3 separate regions of the Ovis aries genome follow, and all the other regions are linked to region 1. Evidence: chromatin contacts called from public Hi-C data. All regions are on one chromosome and are shown on one strand. The core of a region is the stretch at or near the end of the contact, and the rest is flanking DNA. Distances in the headings are between cores, read along the strand shown. Region 1 holds the start of CH25H (cholesterol 25-hydroxylase). Region 2 has its middle 43 kb from the start of FAS. Region 3 holds the start of IFIT5 (interferon induced protein with tetratricopeptide repeats 5).

Region 1 (2,855 bases), core at 154-2,653:
AAAGCTAGGATTAGGAGTGACCCCTGGCTTCAGTTTCCATCCCAAACTTCTACCCTCTAGACGTCTCTTTCGTCAGGCCCCCGGGTCAAACGCGGAGGTTGCTTTTCTTGCAAGGCCTGGGGTCACACACACCCCACCGCCTCCCGGCCCAGCCATGACCCATCTGAGCTCTGCTAATACCGACTTTCTCAGGCTCAGTCGTGGCCAGCTGACCACGGCTGATGGTGGAGAAACGCAGAGGTGGGGGTGGCCTCGCCGTTGCGCTCGCAGCACCAGGGATGGTTTGGGGGATGGCGGGGTCAAGGACGTGGGGCAAGTTGGCGTCGCGGAGCCAGCAAAGGGAAGGGCTAGGAGGGCGCGACATCATCTGTTCAATCAACAGCCTCCCTGTAGGCTTCAGGGAACGCAAAAATATTCCCATTTCCCCCTCAAAGTGGGTGGTTTACTGATTGCACTGCTTTCATCCCAAATGAGATGCAGCGGCTTTTAGCCAGATTTGGATCGGCAGGCTCTGGACGTTAAATCCAGCCCTTGACTTTTTTTTTTTTTTTTTTCCGGTAACGCGAAGGCTAAAAGTCGCTGTCCCCTCTCTCGCCGCTGTGCCTCCCGGTTCCCGTCTCTGCTTTGGGTGACTCGGGCGCACCGCGAAGGGACGACCCTCCGGCCGGGTTTTGGCGGGGGTGGGGGCTCCTTCGAGGAAGTCTGCGCGCGGTAGGGTCTGGAGCTTTCCGCGAGCCCGCCCGGGAAAGATACGGGAACTGGAGGAGGTTCCCGACCCGCTACCTTCCCGGCTGATTTTCTGCGCAGATCGCCACGGCTCGCGGCTATCGACCTGCGCGGTTCCGTCTAAGAAAGGTTAGTTTGCGGATCGCTGCTAGTTAGATCAATAGAGCGCGCCAGCAGAAAGAAAAGATCCGAAATAGGAAAGGTATGTCGCTTTTTAAAGATTTTTTAAAAAATGCAGCCACATTTGTGTCTTTATTAAAACACACAGACACAATTTAATGTATGTATAAAAACACAAGTACTTCTGCCTTGACTGCAAAGGAGCTGTTTCTGGTGATGATGGAAATATTCTCTCTTGTTTAGGGATGGTGATAACCCGTAAACTGAGTTGTCAAAACTCGTAGAAACTCTGCACTGAAGTTCTGTGCATTGTATCGTGTATAAATTTTATGTCCCATAGACATAGAAATTACTACGTGCCATTGCGTAATTGCATATCTGAATGCCATTGAACGCAGCTGTACTTGAGTATTTTTAGCAACTAAGCGCAATTCTGTCGGGTTATTTATCTTTGCAAGCTCCGCGAAGACGGGAAAGGGAGGAAAAACGGCGGCTGACATCACGGAGGGCGGGTCGAAAGCCCTAAGAAAAGCCTGAGGACCGGAGCAGCCGCGCTGCTCTACACAGCCTCGCCATGAACAGCCACAACCGCTCCGAGCTCCACGTCCTCTGCAGCTCTGGCCAGCTGCTCCTGCAGCCCCTCTGGGACCGCCTGAGGGCCTGGGACGCTCTCATTCAGTCGCCCTTCTTTCCTGTCTTCTTCTCCATCACCACCTACGTGGGCTTCTGCCTGCCCTTCGTGGTGCTGGACGTGCTGTGCCCCTGGGTGCCCACGCTGCGGCGCTGCAAGATCCACCCGGACTTCTCGCCGTCTGCGCGGCAGCTGCTGCCCTGCCTGGGGCAGACGCTCTACCAGCACGTGGTGTTCGTGTTCCCCATGACGCTGCTGCACTGGGCTGTAAGCCCGGCCCTCCTGCCCGCCGAAGCCCCCGAACTGTTCCAGCTGGTGAGCCACGTGGTGCTCTGCCTGCTGCTCTTTGACACCGAGTTCTTCGTGTGGCATCTGTTGCATCACAAGGTGCCCTGGCTATACCGGACCTTCCACAAGATGCACCACCAGAATTCGTCCCCGTTCGCGCTGGCCACGCAGTACATGAGCGTCGGGGAGCTCTTTTCCTTGGGTTTCTTTGACATGATGAACGTCTTGCTGCTCCAGTGCCACCCTCTCACCGCCCTGACTTTCCACGTGGTCAACATCTGGCTGTCGGTGGAGGACCACTCCGGCTACGACTTCCCCTGGTCCACGCACAGACTGGTACCTTTCGGGTGGTTTGGGGGCGTGGCACACCACGACCTGCATCACTCCCAGTTTAACTGCAACTTCGCGCCTTACTTCACACACTGGGACAAAATACTGGGAACTCTGAGGTCTGCTCACACCAAGTAACGTGCACGCATCCCTCCCGGCATAGTTCGTGCCGCCGTGAGGCGTGGGTGCACCTCAGACCTGGGACATTTCACACTTGAATCGGGAGAGACACGCTTGAGGTGGACTTGAGGTGGTTTTATTTTGTTGTTTCTTTTTCCCGTGGGTAACTTATTATCTGCTAGAAACTTACAGAGAAAATCTGATGTGTTTTTCAAACTCTAATAAGGTAATTTATTGTAATGTTTGTATATCAGCAGTTGTATTCTTGATGTGGAATTCTAACTCACTTCAATAGCCTTGATTTCTGGGTATAAAGCATCCAAAACCACTGGCATATGTAAATAATCTCTTAAAAGATTTGTTTGTAGAACAAGGAATTTTACTATGTTTGAAGGTGTCCTAGAACTAGGCTAAAAGAATATATTTTTATGGAGCATCTGATCTCTGTAAAAATGAAGCATGGTCCTGCTGGACAGTGACTCAGATTATTGTACTTTAAAAAAATATTTTTGTAGACTTGTATATTTATATTGAAATAAATGTTATTTGTGCTTGAAAAAGAGTGAAGCACCTAAAGGCAACAGGTACTGGCTTCTGTCATTTTCACTGGCAGTTTGGCTGATAAAAACTGGAATGAAAG
Region 2 (2,855 bases), core at 105-2,604, 220 kb after region 1:
TTATGGAAAACCCAAATGAGCTTTTTGGCCAACCTGATACTGTATTTTTCTGTTTTCAGTTTGAGGTGGGTACCCAAAACATCCTAGCACTCCTACTGAGAACCCCCCTTTTACCCTCTTAGCAAGGGTCCTCCTCCCAACTACATCTTTGTCAATTCAGGGAAACCTGATCCTACCCCAGGCTCAAGATTGCACCACATGGATTTAGCCAACCAGAACGTCTTGCCCCCTTACATAACTGTTGTCCTTCCTGGATGTTGTGATACACAGATAGGTCCAAGGAGCTTGTTGCTCTCAGTCTGACAAATAGATCGATATGAAGATGGTAAAGCCAAGAGAATCGTGGGAAATCATGACTGGAGGCACTGGAATAGATTAGTGCTTAATGGGACCAGTTGCTCAGTCATGTCCGACTCTTTTCAACCCCATGGACTGTAGCCTACCAGGCTCCTCCCTCCATGGGATTCTCCAGGCAAGAGTACGGGCGTGGGTTGCCATTTCCTTCTCCAGGGGATCTTCACGACCCAGGGATCGAACCCGGGTCTCCCGCATTCCAGGCAGACGCTTTAACCGCTAAACCCACCCTATCTCTGAACTGCTAGTAAAATATGCCAGTCAATTTACATTTTGCTTATGCATCTCAGTTGGATTTTTTTTTTTTATTACTATCTGCCAAGGTATAGAGTCAGGCACCATGGCATATACTTCATACATGTTTAATTTATTCATCATAAAACTCCAAAATACTGAAACAATTTTCCCATTTTACAGATGAGGAAACTAAGTCTCAAAGACATTAAAATATGCATTTCTGCCCTTATGGAGAAAATAAACATTTAATCCCAGATCTGTAGGTCTCTAGATGTATCACAATAATAAAACTCAGGTCCACTTGGGAAATCCTATAGTCCCTGTTCTTCTATTCTTATCAAAGGACTCTATGTAACTGAAAACAACTTGAGTGTTAGTTGTAGCTTAAAAATGTAAAACAAAACATTGTTTCTGATCACCTAATGCCAAAATTGGGGCCTTAGGGTTAAACTAGAATTGTAAGCAGCTTCTGGAGGGCCACGCCCTCCCAATCTGAACAAATAGCAATGATCCACAACACACTTTAAAAGGAAAACGAAAAGGCACAGCCAGGCTAAAGAATAAGAAACCCTTCCTTGCTAGAAGAATGGAAAACAGCTGCAAGATAATTAATGACCTGGACACAAGCCAAAGCCTTGTGAGATCAATGCCTGGAAAGAAAGTAGGGTTTGTTCATGGGTTTAGTCAACAATAAATATGCCCCACTTGAGGCTGAGGACAAAAGCCAGCCTCTCTTCTTAAAATCCAGGAATGAGGCAGAGCTTTCTGACTGGTGAAAGAAAGCTAAACAGAACTTCTGCCAAACATGGCCCGGGACTATGGCTTCTATGCAGTTGTGGAGTTTGAGAGCTAGGAAGTCCTAGGTACAATAGCTACATGACATGGAACTGAGCCAAGCTGCCCCTAGACGCGTGACTGAGAACTGTTGTTGTTCAATTGCTAAGCTGTGTCCGACTCTTTGTGACCCCATGGACTGCTGCACACCAGGCTCCTCTGAAAATGTGACGCTCTAATGTCACCAAGGACTGTGAGTTGCATAACACATCTATAAATCCAGTCTCAGAACTGAGGACTCCGGAAGCCCTGATAAAAGAAGCCACGAAACTACTAGACAAACGAGACTGCCGAGAAAAGGGCGGCGGGGGGCGGGGGGCGGGGTGGGGTGGGGCGTATCCATTACGGAGCTCAAAAATACGAAAAGAAAATCCTTCCAGAAGAGCCACACTTCAAAATCAGTATGAAATTGCTTCAGTGAAAGTTAACAAAGCAATTCTAAACAAGACTTTAAAATAACTATAAGATCCTCTTCTCTAGAAGGAGATCGATGGTGGAATAAAATCTATTAAACTCTAATACATTGCCAATGAAGAACAAGCATAAATGAGATAAGTACAAGAGAAAATGCGAAAGAAGCACTTAGAAATGTTAAGAATGAAAAATGTAGAGAATAAAATACATACCTAAGTAGATAGAATACTCCAACCTGATTAGTAAGAAAAAAATAAAGAGAATGATGAGGAATTTCCCCCAACTGCAACATCTAGAGACAAATATATTAAAAATAAAAGAGTAAAAATTAGATATGCAAAAAAGTTCACCAGATAATACTAAGAGTTTCAAAAGAAACTCTTGTGAAGGAGAAAATAGCTGAGAATTTTCCAGACAGAACAAAAACTACAGCCCTATCTTTCTGATAAAAATTCTATGCTTATTACATAGGTTAAGTAAAAATAAATCTTCACTGAAGCTCATTATAGTGAAATAGCAGAATACCAAGGAAAAGGTAGGGAAAAGTTTAAAACTTATCAGAGTTAAAAAATAAATATTATCTTTGAAGGAATGATATTTAGACCAACAGTAGACATTCCTTCAGCAGCAATAAATGTAAGAAGACAATAGATTAACATTTTCAAAGAAATGAGGGAAAATTGCAAGTATCCTAACATAAAATTCTGTGCTCAGATAAAATACCTTTCAGGAGTAAGTATGGAAAAAATTTTAAACTGTATTGGTGCTATAACTTATCTAGACAGCTGTGCAGAAACTGATTCGATCGCTAAAAATTTCTGATCAAATCAGAGTTAGGAGCGCTCTGTGTGCATGCCAATGAGAAAGACCAAGCTGTTTGTGTAAGCAAGTCTCACTGCTTCTCTAAATGACCTTTTCCTTCCAGCTCACAGGTGATGCTCTTCCCCATGATGTCTGCCACCAAGACCAGATCATGCTCACCACAGTAAGGGTGATCTGGGACCAGCGGCCACCTC
Region 3 (2,855 bases), core at 143-2,642, 140 kb before region 1:
CTCTGGAATTTATGCACAACCGGGCACTATGACAAATTTTACTTTTTCAACTCTACTTACTTTTTTAACTTTGTCTCTGGGAAGCTGGGGAGAGAGGCTATTGTGTCTGAAGAAGCAACATTTATCTTTAGGCAATTTTGTGTGTGTGTGGTGGGGAGTTGTTTTATTGTGTTTGTTTTTTTGCCAGGGAGGAGCAGTCTTTCCTTTTCCTTGGTAGACAGTGCCCAGTGGGGTTCACCCCTCTTCTACCCATCCACCAGACACTCGCAGGGCACCACCGGCCTTTTCCTCCCTATACCTCCCACATCCCTCCTTTCTTACAAAGGGTAGAAGTAAGGCATTTATTAAACATTTTTAAACGTAACAAAAGTCAACATCTGCAAATATATGAGCTGGGCATTCAGCAGCAACCGTTTCCACAGTCCTAAGAGATGGATGCCATCACGTTTTACAGACAAGAAACAGCTTCACCGAGTTGAAGAAACTTTGCTTTGGGTTACCCAACTAGTAGGTGGTCCGAGTCAGGATTTAGAACAAAAGGCTGTAAGGCCTGCAGAGCCCACCATCTGAACCTCCTCAGGCCTCAGCTTCCTAAATGCAGACCGTTCACCATCCCCGTGCAGGGTAGGGGACCAGATGAAAAGGGGTCAGCCAAGGACCCCCACCACAGGCCAGTCTCGGAAACGGAGAAAGCAAGCCCCACAAAACGGGGGATGGGGTGGAGCCGGAACAATGTGTCCACGGTACAAAGGAGGGGGGAGAAGTCAGACCCAAGAATCAGAAAGGCAAAATGGCAGAAGCGGACGCGTGTGACGCGGGGGCCGCGGCCTGCGGGGACCTGCACCGCAGAAGCTCCCGCACCGGCCCGGGGGCGGCGGCGACCGGAGCCGCAGGGAAGTGACAAGTCCCCGGGGCGCATCGCCCCTGCCCCCCCCCCCCCGCCGCCCCCCGACTCGGCCCGAGAGTCCGATCGCGGATGCCTGGGACGTGCCGGAAGGGTCCACTCGGCCACCCTCCCCGGCAGGCCCACCTTCAGCCGCCCCGGACCCGGACCGGGCTCCCAGGCGGGGAGCGCCCCCAAAGCCGACGCCCGGCGGCCGGGCTCCGGGGCTCGGCTCAAGGGCCGCAGCGCTGCCCTGCAAACGGAACACGAGAGAAAGGCGTGTAAATCAAAGGCCACAGGGAGCTGGGGAGGGGGCGGGGAGAGGCCCTTACCTCATGGCGGCAGGGCTCTGCTGCGGTTCCGGGAGGTGCAGGTCCCTTCGGGCTTTCTCCTCGCCCTCCGCTCCTTTGCGGCTGAGCGGCGGCGCGCGGGCGTGGGCGTGGGCGCGCGGGCGCGCGGGCGAGGTGACCGCAGCGCGAGGCCCGCGCACGGGGGCGGCCGTCTTTGTTAAAGGGCGGGAGCGGGAAAGGGAAACTAGAAAGTGAATCTGATCCCCGACTAGGCGGAGTCCAGCTCCGGGAAACAGAAACTTCTGGAAGAGCTGAGTGGGGGCGCCCCCCGGCCGGGCTGAGGAACCGCTGTGAGAGGTGTGCGCAGCGCGGGGACGTTCTGGGTGGAATTTGCAGCTGGGCCTTGAGACCTTGGTCTTGGCTGCTCAGCTGCCTTTTTGAGTCCACGTGCCTTAGCTTTTTGCGGGGTGGTTGTTATTTGTTGGATTTTTTTTTTTTTTTCCCTTAGCTAAGATGACTAGAGATATTTCAGCGTTATTTTTGTTGGGTGGCACCCGATGCGCTTTATAGCTTTGTGCATCCTAGGCTAAAACTCAAGTCTTGACTCAACAAACACAAGTGCAATGCCGTGCACTTGTGCCGTGATTTTCACTGGGTAAACCTAGAGAAATTTGGGGGCCAAAACGTGTATATATTCAAAATTTTGGTAGCTATTCCAGGTTCGCTTTGCAAAGAGGTTTTTATACCCCACCCACAATTCTATGAAAATTCCCTTCCCTTCCATGCCCTTGACAACTGAGCTTCCTATAGTAAGGTCCTATAATACTATTATAATAATCTATAGTAAGGTCCCATCTTTATGATGGGGTTGGCTTCCCCTGGTAGCTTAGATGGTAAAGAATCCGGCTTCAATACAGGAGACCTGGGTTCGATTCCTGGGTAGGGAGGATCCCCAGGCGAAGGGAATGGCAACTCACTGCAGTATTCTTGCCTGGAGAATCCCCATGGACAGAGGAGCCTGGCGGGCTATGGCTATAGTCCATGGGGTCACAAAGAGTCAGCGTTAGCAGTGCAGAGTCTTAGCCACTGGACTACCAGGGAAGGCCCCTCAATAGGTTTTATTAAACGACTGCTAAGAGCTAGACATTGTTCAAGGCCCTGTCAGTATAGCCTGGAATAAATCAGACAAGGGACAAGCCCTCCCCCCTCCTCCCCCCTCACACTGTCTGATGCATTTTATTCCTGATTATGCACAGGGTGGAGATAATTCTCAAACTTTGAGAAAAGTGTTCATCGTCACAGAGTTTAAAAGGCACAAGTTTATCACTTTTATGCCTTGGCAAAATGCCGTGCTAGGCACTTTGTTTTTCAAATGAATGGACAACAATGTACAGTTTTTGCTAGGTGTCTATTAGTTTAAATAATGCTGACTTTGGCTTTGCAAGAAAAGGGGCCTTATACCTAAAGCCAGTTCTTGCTCCTTCAGAATTAAGTTAAGCGTGGCTAACTAACAGTGTAGGTCCAGAACTGCAGTTAGCTGTGCATTTGTGATTTTGTTACACTTGTTTGTTTGGAGTTAATTTCTAGTGTGAGAGGTGAAGGTAAATAACAGAATATTTTATGTCAGATTGTGCTATGGAGAAAAAGTAGAGAGAGGGTTGGTGTTTTGCTGTTATAAATAT

The links. Hi-C and Micro-C count contacts between places; a contact is called where the count stands out from the background.
Region 2: a Hi-C map of retroperitoneal adipose tissue shows a contact between it and region 1, with 4 times the contacts expected there. The contact joins the enhancer-like site here to the promoter of CH25H in region 1. A contact is called at or near these places in 8 of 16 Hi-C or Micro-C datasets (blood, hypothalamus, liver and 4 more).
Region 3: a contact with region 1 is called in a Hi-C map of tail adipose tissue, with 2.5 times the contacts expected there. The contact joins the promoter of IFIT5 here to the promoter of CH25H in region 1. A contact is called at or near these places in 2 of 16 Hi-C or Micro-C datasets (both in tail adipose tissue).

What each region holds. Positions count from the first base shown.
Region 1 is chr22:10,770,142-10,772,996 of ARS-UI_Ramb_v3.0, reverse strand. CH25H (cholesterol 25-hydroxylase) reads left to right here and starts at 1,403. Exons shown (of 1, transcript XM_012102514.4): 1 at 1,403-2,796. The coding sequence starts at 1,421. The coding sequence ends at 2,233.
Region 2 is chr22:10,548,825-10,551,679 of ARS-UI_Ramb_v3.0, reverse strand. No RefSeq gene overlaps it. Among named protein-coding and RNA genes, the nearest start is that of FAS, 43 kb to the right of the region's middle. Within about 2 kb of position 1,354, at least 18 of the 54 cell types and tissues checked have an H3K27ac peak or open chromatin away from gene starts, as enhancers often do. A contact at or near this core is called in hypothalamus, where this site is marked.
Region 3 is chr22:10,906,305-10,909,159 of ARS-UI_Ramb_v3.0, reverse strand. It overlaps IFIT5 (interferon induced protein with tetratricopeptide repeats 5), which reads right to left and starts at 1,392. Exons shown (of 2, transcript XM_027960580.3): 1 at 1,216-1,392. The coding sequence starts at 1,220. It overlaps LOC132658444 (a long non-coding RNA gene), which reads left to right and starts at 1,468. Exons shown (of 2, transcript XR_009598097.1): 1 at 1,468-1,530.